2 separate regions of the Sus scrofa genome follow, and region 2 is linked to region 1. The links are chromatin contacts, called in public HiChIP or PLAC-seq maps. All regions are on one chromosome and are shown on one strand. The core of a region is the stretch at or near the end of the contact, and the rest is flanking DNA. Distances in the headings are between cores, read along the strand shown. Region 1 has its middle 54 kb from the start of NEK6. Region 2 overlaps NEK6 (serine/threonine-protein kinase Nek6).

Region 1 (5,619 bases), core at 945-3,444:
CTTCCACCCCTCTTGCCTTGGTTGATTAGAACGTGGGTGACAGGCCTATGACACCACTCTGCCCACTAGACAGGAGGAGACATTATGGGGGAGGAGGCGTCTGGGGAAGGTGTCCCCTTTGAGCCATTGCAGAAAAGCTCCTTGTTTCTCCTGCCTCTCCATGTGGCTGTCTGAAGACGTGGCTCCTGGCCCTGCAGCAGTCACCCGAGACCTGAGGGGACAGGCCTGAGGAAAGTGACCCCACCTCCAGTGTCGTCAGCTGTGACTAGGGTAATACCACAAGACAACTGTGCCCCAAATTCAGTGAGTGACACCACTGCTCAGGCTCAAGGTCACGGGTCAGCAGGTTTCCTGTGGGTTCAGCCACTTCAGGCTGGGCTGGGCTGGGCAGGGCTGGGCCCTGGGCTGCAGACTGTGGGTTGGGTTCTGGTCTATTCTGCCAGTGTTTATTCTGAGGCCTGGGCTGAAGGGGCCGCGGTGAGCAGGAGAGCACTCCTCTCCCAGCCGATCACAGGGGCTCCAGGACAAAGCAACTCCCACAAAGGCTTTTGGGGACTGGCTCACCTTCCAACAGCCAAGGAAAGCCCAGCAGAGCAGATCAGAAGCCAGCGGCTGTGTGCGGACCAACACATCCAGCCTAGTGCAGAGCCCGTGGACCTGGGAGCAGGCCTGCCCACCTTCAGTTTCCTGTGAGACAGGACATTTTGCCAGCAGAGTGGAGGTTTCTGCTACTTGCAGCTGGGAATGGCCAGTGGCAGTCGGGGTGCAAGGAGGGGCTGCAGGGCCTCGTGGGGAGAATGAATCTTTAGAAAACGTGGCTTCTGGAGCAAGCAACAGGATCTGCATGAAAAAGAGCATTGCGGATTTGAAGCCCCCCTAAATCTCCTCCAGGGAGAAAGCTGCCCCCAGGGAGAAAGCTGTCGTGTGTTTTGAACTGAAGGCGCAGCTTCATCAACCTCTATATCACGTGTGGGCTTAAGCCCTCCCACTGTAGGGACCTCTTGGCTGAGAATAAAGCCATTTGTCACAGACCCAGGAGCTGCCTGAACCTTGGGCGTGGGAGCCTTCAGTAACCCCTGAGGATGGGCCAAGGCCAAGGCCAAGGCAGAGTTTGGGTGGAGCAGAGGCTAGAGTGGCAGACTCAGGGCCTCAAAGGCCAGCCAAGGTGCCCACAGGGCTGAAGAGTTTCACCACCCAGTGGGGGGGCGGGTGGGGGGCAGAGGCCAGCAGAGGGCAACACAACCCAGACAGATTCATGGCTCCATTCAAATCTCCACTGGGGTCAACCAGAACTACCATGAGGGTGGCAGGTAGGGGTTCGAGGTAGACTGGAGTTCTGGGGTGAGGGGAGGGTTGGGGGGCTGGGTGTGTATCTTCATGTGATTTTTTATTTTCCACCCATAGGCTGATGAGACCTGGACAGCCTTAGGGCATGGGTTAAGATTTCCATGTTGGGAGTTCCCATCGTGGCGCAGCAGAAACGAATCCAACTAGGAACCATGAGGTTGTGAGTTCGATCCCTGGCCTCGCTCAGTGGGTTAAGGATCCGGCATTGCCATGAGCTGTGATGTAGGTCGCAGACATGGCTCGGATCTGGCATGGCTGTGGCTGTGGCTGTGGCTGGCAGCTACAGCTCTGATTGGACCCCTAGCCTGGGAACCTCCATATGCCATGGGTGCAGCCCTAAAAAGCCAAAAAAAAAAAAGATTCCCAAGTTTAGCACCCGCTCTGTCGCATCTCCAGATCTCCAGTGCCCAGCCAGAGAGGATAGGGAACATTCACTCAATGGATGACAACATAATAATAAGAAGAAATATAAAGCAATAGATGCTTCTGTCCACAGGATGTGGAGGGTGTCCCAGGAGGCCTTTAGAAGCACCCAGGGTGTTTGATGTCCTGTAGACACTGGTGTTTCCTGCCTCCCTCCCCTTTCTGCTAGTATCCCCCACAGTATCCAGCCTGGGGGTTGGGTGGCAAAGGCTGGTCCACAAGGAGCCCAGCCAGGCTTGGGCATGAGGCTTAGTGACTGAGAGAGGAGGGTCAGAATTCAGTGGTTTCAATAACTAAGTGCAGGCGCCCTGGTGGGTGTTGCAAATTAGTGATGCGTGTGTGGTGAGGGTGGTGGTGTGTCTCACTGGGTGTGACCACAAGACATCCGGGGACCACACTGGCAGTGGGGGAGGATGGTGGTGGCAGGAGAGGAAGAAGGAGGAGGAGGTAGGTGGGTGAAGACCAGGGGAACTTCTGGGACTTTAGGGAACTCAAATGTGTCATGGTCATTCTGACCAAAGGGCCTTGGGCACTCTGCCCACAAGATGTCGAGTAGGATCTTGCAACTGCCTTTCTGGGAGGGGTTTTTGTCACCATTTCACAGATGAGGAAGCTGAGCCTCCAAGAAGGGAAGTGGCTTGTGCTGGAATGAAGAGAATGGGGACACACTGGGAGCTCAGATGACTATGGCCAAAGGGATGGGGGATTCGAGCTTGCTTCAGGTTGAAACCGATTGCTGAGAGGGTCCACCTGGGCAGACAGATGTGATGAGCATCTCTTGTGCTCCTCTGGCCTCCACCTCCCTTCTTGGAGACTTCCTCCTCCCCCGAGGCAGAGTCCCACAGACCCTGTTAATTTCTCACTGCTCTGCTCTCCTGATGACAGTGGCTGGACCAGGGCTGGATGCTGACTCAAGCTGAGCCCATCAGCTTCTCTCTCTCTCTCTCTCTCATGATTTTGGCATTGAGATTCAGAAATGCTGGGCTGCCTTTGGGGCTGGTTACTTGAAATGAGTCCTAAACCTGGGTGGTGGTGGGGGGCATATTTGGCTGCCTGTTCATAAAATAGCAGAGGAAAGACTTGATCACAGGCTGAAATGTGTTTGTGGGAGAGAGGAGGGAGAGACAGCTGCATGGAAGGAAAGATAGTGGCACAAGGAGAGAGACAGAAAAAGAGCATGAGACAAAAAGACAGTGAGAAGAAGGAAAAGGCAGACAGGGATGTGTTTGTGAGAGAGACAGAGTTAGTGAGACAGACGTAGTGGCAGAAGGCAGGTGGGACACCTGACAGCCAGGAGCCTGGGCAAGCTGAGGCCAGCCTCTGTCTGGCTGTTAGAGCCCAAGGAATTTGAGCCAGTCCTGAAACTGCCGCCAGAATGAAATCCAGGGGTGAACTGTAAACCGGCTCTCTGAACAACAATAGCAGAGCCCTAATTTGTAGCACTTGCCAATGTCCCTGGTGTAAATATTCCTACCATGGCTACACTCAAGCGGACCAACAGGGCTGGGAGGGTCGTCCCCAGTGCAGCCAACCAGGGAAACGAGGATGAGGAATAGTTGGTGAGAAATGAACATGCTGGCAGGTGTCCTGGGGAGACCTGGGGAATGAGGAAATGCCCCCAGCTTATCACTAAAGGGCCTTGGCTTGGGTGGACCTCGAGTCTCTGGGCTGCCATGGGCCTGTCCTTGTGCCCTTTAGAGGAGCACCCTAGTGAAGGCCGGGCCTGCGAAACAGGGCAAAAACTCATTTCAGGACTCTGGACTGAGAGCAGGGCTAGAATAGTAACAAAGAGGGGGAGATTTCATTCATTCATTCATTCAACCATGGATGAGCTCCAGCTGTAGCTCCACCGCAAAGAACAAAACAGACACTGTCCTTCCCTTCCTTCAGGGAAACTGGAGTCACAAAGTGGATGTGGGTGTGATGTGGGCTGCGGAAAATGTATGGTGAGAAGCTCTGGACTGGGCTGCCCAGGGAAGGAGCGCCAAACCCCAAGTGGGGGAGGGGCACCAAGGAAGGCTGCTCAGGGGAAGGGTCTATAAGCTGAGGGCTGGGGAAGCTCGGAAGTTAGCGGAGTGGAGGAAGGGACGTGGGAGTGGGTGGGGAGAAAGGCAAGAGAAGAGCCTGTGCAAAGACCCCAGAGGTGGAAGGATGGCAGGACATTCAGTCTGGGGGGAGGTTGGGGAGGCAATCAGAGAGTCCATAGGGGCTGCATAGAGTGCTCGGAAGCCATCAGAGGCTTTCAAGCTGGGGGGTGCTGTGATTCAATGCCTCCCTCCCCTTCCCATCATTCCAGCTGTTCTGGAGGCAAAAGAGGGGCAGGGAGACCAGTTACAAATGTCCCAGCAAGAGCTGAGGGGGCTGCCCATATTTCAGAGGCAGATGGGAGAGTGATTGGGGGCTGAACGAGTCATCGGGGATCCTGGTGAGATTGTTGGTCTGAAAGATCGGGTACCACAGGGGGAAACTGGGAGAGGAATAGGTTGGGGGTGAGGGAAGCTTTTTATGGGGGAGTTTTGCCTTTTTTTTTTTTTTTTTTTGGTCTTTCTTTAGGGCCACACCTGCGGCATATGGAAGTTCCCAGGCTAGGGGTCTAATTGGAGCTGTAGCTGCCAGCCTACACTACAGCCACACAGGATCTGAGATCTGAGCTGTGTCTGCAAACTGAGCTTAAGGCAACGCTGGATCCTTCACCCACCGAGCTAGGCCAGGGATGGAACCCGCATCCTCATGGATACTGGTCTGGTTCATTACTGCTGAGCCACAAAGGGAACTCCCCATTTTTTGAAGCGAAGCCTTTTGCTCCTTTGAGGAGTTCCCCACCTAGAGAGTCTTGTTGGGAGCAAAGGGCAGGACCAGCTACATAATTTGCAGGGCCCACTGCAAAATGCAGAGCCATATGTTCAAATGCAGAGCCATATGTTCAAAAAAAAAGAAATTATTACGAATTTCTTTCTTTCTTTTTTTTTTTTTAAGGGTCGCACCCGTGGCATATGGAGGTTCCCAGGCTTGGGATTGAATTGGAGCTGTAGCTACTGGCCTACACCACAGCCACAGCCACAGCCACATCAGATCTGATCCAGACGCGACCTACACCACAGCTCACGGCAACTTCGGATCCTTGACCCCCTGAAGGAGGTCAAAGATCAAACCTGCGTCCTCGTGAATACTAGTCAGATTCATTTTCCCTGAGCCACAATGGGAACTCTGAAAAATTATTATGAATTTTAGGGAGTTTTTGCTGTGGTGCAGCAGGTTAAGAATCCTACTGCAGTGGCTGGAGTTTCTGCAGAGGCTCAGGTTTCATCCCTAGTGGGCCAGTGCAGTGGGTTAAAGGATCGGGCAATACCACAGCTGCGCCTGGGAACTACCACATGCTGAGGATGAGGACATTAAAAAAATACATTGTGCATTTTTTAAAACAAGAAAGAAAAGGCAAACAATTATTATGAATTTCAAGCATTTAGAGGCCAGTGGAGAAGGAGAATCAAGGGAAAAAATAAGAAGGAGCTGGAAATGTAGAAAACCAGAGGTGGTGGTGGTGTGATGCTAGGTGAAGGAGAGAGGGATTTTCAGAACAGCCTTGAGTGCTGCTGAGAGAGTGAGGGACCCAACCACTGGGCCAGGGCTGGGGCTCGGGGTAGGGGGATGAAGTCCTTGGGGGCAGCGCTTCTCAAATTTTCATGTGTCCAAAATCACCTAGGGGTCTTGTCAAACCTTGATTTCTGATTCTTCAGGTCCAGGGTGGGACCTGAGATTCCACGTTCTAACAAGCATCACATCAGGGGATACTGATGCTGTTGGTCCTTGGACCACACTTTGAGTAGCAAGACCCTAGGGCAATGGTTT
Region 2 (5,619 bases), core at 825-3,324, 77 kb before region 1:
AGGGGCGGGGGGGGGGCAGGGGGAGGGGCGTGTGTCGACAGAGGCACAGATGGGAGTGATGTGGGCTCAAGCCACAGAAGACCAAGGACTGCCAGGAACCACCAGAAGCCAGGAGAGAGAGGCACAGAACAGACTCGCCCTCGGGGCCTCCAGAAGGAACCAACCCTGCCCACACCGTGATTTTGGACTTCTGACCTCCAGGGCTGTGGGAGAATAAATGTCTATTGTCTTAGGCCACCCTGTGTGCGGGGATGTGCTGTGGAGGCCCCAGGAAGTGAATACACTCCCTGCCCACCCCCGGGGGGCACAGCTGGCCCTCACAGGCAGCCGGGCTTCTCCAGGCACTGCAAGCATCACCCAAGACTTCCTCAGGCTCAACTTCCATTTCGGGAGCCGCAGAGGAAGTCAGTCAGTGGTTCCCAGGGCTGGGGCTTTCACAGGCCTCAAAGGCTTCCCCCAAGTTGCGAACATGGACAGAAGGTGGCCGACGTTCCCTGACATCTAAAACAAAATTTCCGTCCTGCATAAAGGGACACCTGACAGGAGAAAGCAGCCCATGCCAGACCTGTCCTTCAGTTTTCTCACGTCACCATGGGTCCACGACCGTGTCACCCAGCCCTGGGTCCGGTCTGGGTCTGGCGTTTGGGAACCAAACTGCGGGCTGCTGTGCCCTGATGGGTGACTTCGTAATGTCCTGGCCAAAGAGAAGGGAGGCTGGCCTCCTCCACGCTCGGCTGAGTACAAAACGGAGGTTTTCTCGAAACAAACTCATGCACACGAAGAACAGACTTGGCGTTGCCAAGGGGGAGGGGGAGGGAGTGGGACGGCCTGGGAGTATGGGGTTAGCAGATGCAAACTGTAGCATCTGGAGTGGATAAGCAATGAGGTCCTGCTGTATAGCACAGGCCATGAGATCCAATCTCTTGTGGTGGAACATGATGGAGGATAATGTGAGAAAAAGAATGTGTGAATATATACATATGGATAACGGGGTCATTTTGCTGTACAGCAGAAATCGACCGAACATTGTAAATCAACTATGACAAAAAAAGAATTTGGGGGGGTCTTTTTCTGGGGTCACACCCCCGGCATATAGAGGCTCCCAGGCTAGGGATTGAATCAGAGCTGTAGTCACCAGCCTACGCCACAGCCACAGCCTGCTAGATCCGAGCTGCGTCTGCAACCCACACCACAGCTCACGGCAACGCCAGATCCTTAACCCACTGAGCAGGGCCAGGGATCGAACCCGCAACTTCATGGCTCCTAGTCGGATTCGTTAACCACTGAGCCACGATGGGAATGCCTAACCAAAAATTTTTGTTACAAAAAGGAGGTTTTCTCCATCTCAGTGACTTGACAAGAATATTCCAGTTAACCTGTGGGTAATTCCAGTTAATCCCCTCTGAGGACTGGGTGATCTCCCAGCCCGAGGAGGAGGAGGAGGAGGAGGGATTCCAGGCCAGTCAATGAGGGAGGATCGGGAGGAAGAGAGGAGAAAAATGAAAAGGAGGAGGGACAAGGAGAGAGAGAGAGAGACACGCACTGACCCTTCTGGTGAAAAGAAAAGCAAATTGCGAAATTACGCAACGGGCAGACATCACGGGCCGGACGGCTCCAGCCCTCTTCAAAGGCACCTCGTAAACCCCACGCCCAGCCTTGGAGGGAGAGGCCAGATGCCTGCCTCTGTGGGGAGGAGCCTTCCAAACATCTGGCCCCGGTGGCCCGATGACCCAGTGGAAGCCGGTCACCCCTGCAATTCGTGACCACTGCACCCACGTCTGCCCCGTGGAAACCCGCCAGGCGCGCTGGCAGAGAAGCCTGGGGATAAAAATCTGTCTCTGTTCAAGGAATGTGTCTTCGCCAGGAACTCGAGAGCGCTAATCCCATCTCTGAGATGCCCCCAGCGTGGGGGAAACCTCTGCCCAGAGAGCTTGGGCTGACAGCCGTGCCGGGGTGGCCTTGCCGGGACAGCCTCAGATGCTAAGGGCTGACGCCGTTGCCTTCCAGGGCTGGAGTCCATCCCTCCCTCCCTCCCCTCCTGCACACCCAGGCCAGGGGCAGGGTGGGCCCCAGTTCTCAGGAAGCCAGGAAACACACTCTTTTCTGGGCTAAATGCCCAGATTCCTTGAGCAGTCACAGGACACGCTTCTTCTGAGCTGATCCAAAGCCACAAGCGTGGACTGGAAGTTTCTTTGGGCGCCGTGGACCTGCAGGGACACAGGCGCACCTGGAATTCCAGGCCAAGGGCCCGTCAGTGAGAGAGGCCCCAGCCGGCCCCGGACAGGCCAGAGGGCATAGACCTGTGCCCTGGGGGCTGCCTTTCCTTGCCAAGAAAACGAGATTCCTTCATTCCGTCATCCTGTGCCAGGGCTTTCTTGAGAGGCTCACAGAGCCCAGCACCGTGAGAGGCACAGGCAGAGAAAGTCCTGTCCCTCCAGAGGTGTGTAGTCAAGAGACGGCTCCAGACGTGGCAGCAAACAGACACGGTCATTCTAGACACAGTAAGTGCTACGGAGAAAAGCAGCCAAGGAGCGGGCCAGGTACTACGAATAAGGCTTCAGAGGGTCGCAGGGACAATGAACTCAGATGGTGCAGCGAACGGCTTAGCAAATAATCAACAGTCCGAGAGGAGGAGGGAGGGTCTTTCCTTCCTCCCACTGCACAGGCAGGACGACCCAGGCCACAGAAGAAAGGGCCAGAGCAGGGTGTCTAAGGACTGGCCTGGCTGGGGAGCCTCATCAGCACACCTTGCCCAGGAAGCCAAGGGAGAGCCCGAATCCCACCCCGAGCGCCGGCCCTGCCTGACCCCAGCGGACTCCCGGCTCTTTTTTGGTGGGAAAGCCTCTTCCATCTGGCTCCCCCCTGCCCCCCCAAACCATTGACACAGTCTAGGCTTCTCAATCATCTTGCCCCAGGCCGGCCCACAAACAAATGACCCTTCTCCTCCAGCAGGACTGTTCCAACAGGCAATGGCCCTCCCTGAATTTCAATTGGAGGTCCTTCACCTATTTGCTGGAAAATCAAGGCCAAGTTTCAGAACCTCTATGAGCCTCACTTGCCGTGATCTGAACACTGGAAGCCCTCCCTAAAAAGCTCGCTTGATGAGATGGTGGAGGCCAAAGACCCAAGGTGTGCCTGGCACACAGGAGGCCCACCTGCCGGGCACCAAAGTGGGGTGTGAGTGTGCTCTAGATGGGGGCACAGTGCTCAGGGGGAGGGAGGGAGAGGGAAGGGGGAGTATGGACCTGGTCCTGGGCTGCCGGGTCCAGCCCTCGGGGAGCTTGGCATTGGAAGGCAAAGGCCAAGGAGAGGGGCTGGTGCTCTAACAGGCCTGGAGGGTCAAAGCCCTGTGAAGACCAGCCCCGCGGATGACTGGCTGGGAGTCTTGGCCACCATGCTGACCTTTCTGAGTCTCAGTCTCCCTAGATGAGAAGTGGGTTCTGGTGATGCTGAAATGTGACCCCCACCCCACCCCCAAGTATATGAAGTCATCCAGGCAGTATCTGACACCTCGGTCTGCTCGCCCCCATTCATCCATTCAACATAAAAAATATCTGGACTGTATCCCAAGTGGGTCCTTGGGGGTGGGTGGCAGGGTGGGAGGGTGTGGCTGAACCCCTCGGTGGGCAGATCAGTCTCTAGAGCCCCCTGGCATTATGTGGCTCTGAGAGGGGGTGCAGGGGCTCCTGGGCTAGGCTAGGCTCCCCCTCCATGGGAAACTATGCCTGGACAGATCCTGGGAGCAGCCGGCTCACCTGCTGGGCACCTCAGGACCGCGCCACGTGGCCTCGCACCCAACGTGATGCTGTGAGCCCCTCGCCATAGGTCATGTGTCAGTGGCAAGACAGGCTGATGGCTGGGTAGGCCTGGGGAACCTCTGACCCCAGCCCATTTCCCCACTGCACGCAATGCGCCAGAGACAAACATTAAAGCTCAGAACTGCTCGTTTGAACAGCTTCACCTCTGACTCCACCAGACCCATCAACCAATCAAGGAATAGATAAGAGGAGAATCGGAATTCAACCACGGTAACAATACAATTGGCTCCCCACAAAGCACATGAGAAAACCGGGGTTCTTTGGGGTTGGTAGATGAAAACTACTACATTTATTTATTTTTTAATTCTTTTGTCTTTTTTTAAGGGCCACACCGCGACGTACGGAGGATCCCACGCTAGGGGAACAATCGGAGCTACAGCTGCCCAGCCTACACCACAGCCACAGCAACGCAGGATCCAAGCTGCATCTGCGATGACATACACCACAGGTCACAGCATTGCCGGATCCTCAACCCACTGAGCGAGGCCAGGGATCAAACCCGCAACTTCATGGTTCCTAGTCGGATTCGTTTCCACTGCGCCATGACGGGAACTCCAAAACTACTACATTTAGAACGGATGGGCCTTGAGGTCCTCCGTACAGCACAGGGAACTATATCCAATCGCTTCGGAGAGAACATGATGGGAAATAGGAGGAGAAGAGGAATGCGCATGCCTGGGTCCCTACGCTGCGCAGCCGAAACTGACACGACGCTGTAAGTCAATTACACTTTGATAAAAACAAGCGAGAAAGCAAGCCGGGGCTCTTGCAGATTGACGAGACTACCTGGAAATGGGGGGAAATCACTGCATTCCTGGGCAGATGCACTCACAGTAACTCTGGCTTCTTTCATCCCCAGGAAGGAAAAAACACGCAGCAATCCGGATTTAGGGAAGATAACACATCCGTGGCACTTTTTTCCCCTTTCCCAAGCGGCTGCAGCGAGCTTTACATATTTTATCATTTATTCTCACATTGTCCCCAGCAAGTCAGTAGGCGTCGGCCTTGTTTTTCACAAGAAAGCTGTGAGAGAGGCTGAGGGTGCGGAGGTGAGGGGCCTCCCACCCCAACACCCCGACACCCAGCAGGAGAGGGCTGGGCGGGGCGCCCCAGGGCGCAACACCCCCCCCCCCCCCGGGAGAAAAGCCGAAGGGTTCTTCTGGGGTGGAATTTCCACCTCAGGCAGCTGAGAGCTCTGGGGGAGTCCAGAGCCGCATCTGCACCAGCCTCCCTGTCTCCCCGCCTGAACACCCTTCATGACACCAAACCACTTTCCCCCCACGCCACCAGAAATGCCCCCCAGACCACGCCCCCCCATCAATTTCCAAGACGTCTAGATAAAGCCATCACTCCAAAGCGGAGCAGAGGGTGGCATCTGAGGCTTCCTTTCCTCTGACCCCCATCCCAGCCGACATGCGTCTGTCATCCACCCACAGCGCCTCTGTTTTCTGCAACCACTGCCCCCCCGCCCCGACTCCTCCCCATCCCGTCTGCCCTCCACCTAGCTCCCTCCCCACCTGGCTAAGCCTTACTGATCTTCAGGTGCACCCAGGGGAGACAGACCTGGATCAAATCCTTGCTGTGTGACCTTGGATAAGTCACTTGACCTCCCTGAGTCTTGAGTCCAACACAAGAGGAAACCATTTAATGGTGAAGACTAGACCTTGAGAGCACAAGTAAACACCTGGTGTCTGCCCTGGTGCAAGAGAAAGTGCGGTAGGAGGAAGAGTTGTTTAAAAAGAAGACGGCTGATAAATAATCACATACTGTTGACTGGTATCTACAGAGGAGGCGCTGGCCA

Evidence for each region. HiChIP or PLAC-seq counts read pairs in DNA pulled down with a chosen protein or histone mark.
Region 2: a contact with region 1 is called in an H3K27ac HiChIP or PLAC-seq map of alveolar macrophages. The contact joins two enhancer-like sites. A contact is called at or near these places in 3 of 47 Hi-C or Micro-C datasets (heart right ventricle and liver) and 2 of 2 datasets of contacts at active chromatin or transcription factors (alveolar macrophages and skeletal muscle).

What each region holds. Positions count from the first base shown.
Region 1 is chr1:265,021,901-265,027,519 of Sscrofa11.1, reverse strand. No RefSeq gene overlaps it. Among named protein-coding and RNA genes, the nearest start is that of NEK6, 54 kb to the left of the region's middle. Within about 2 kb of position 2,194, at least 10 of the 83 cell types and tissues checked have an H3K27ac peak or open chromatin away from gene starts, as enhancers often do. A contact at or near this core is called in alveolar macrophages, where this site is marked.
Region 2 is chr1:265,099,091-265,104,709 of Sscrofa11.1, reverse strand. All of the region lies in intron 1 of NEK6 (serine/threonine-protein kinase Nek6), which reads right to left. Among named protein-coding and RNA genes, the nearest start is that of NEK6, 23 kb to the right of the region's middle. Within about 2 kb of position 2,074, at least 53 of the 83 cell types and tissues checked have an H3K27ac peak or open chromatin away from gene starts, as enhancers often do. A contact at or near this core is called in alveolar macrophages, where this site is marked.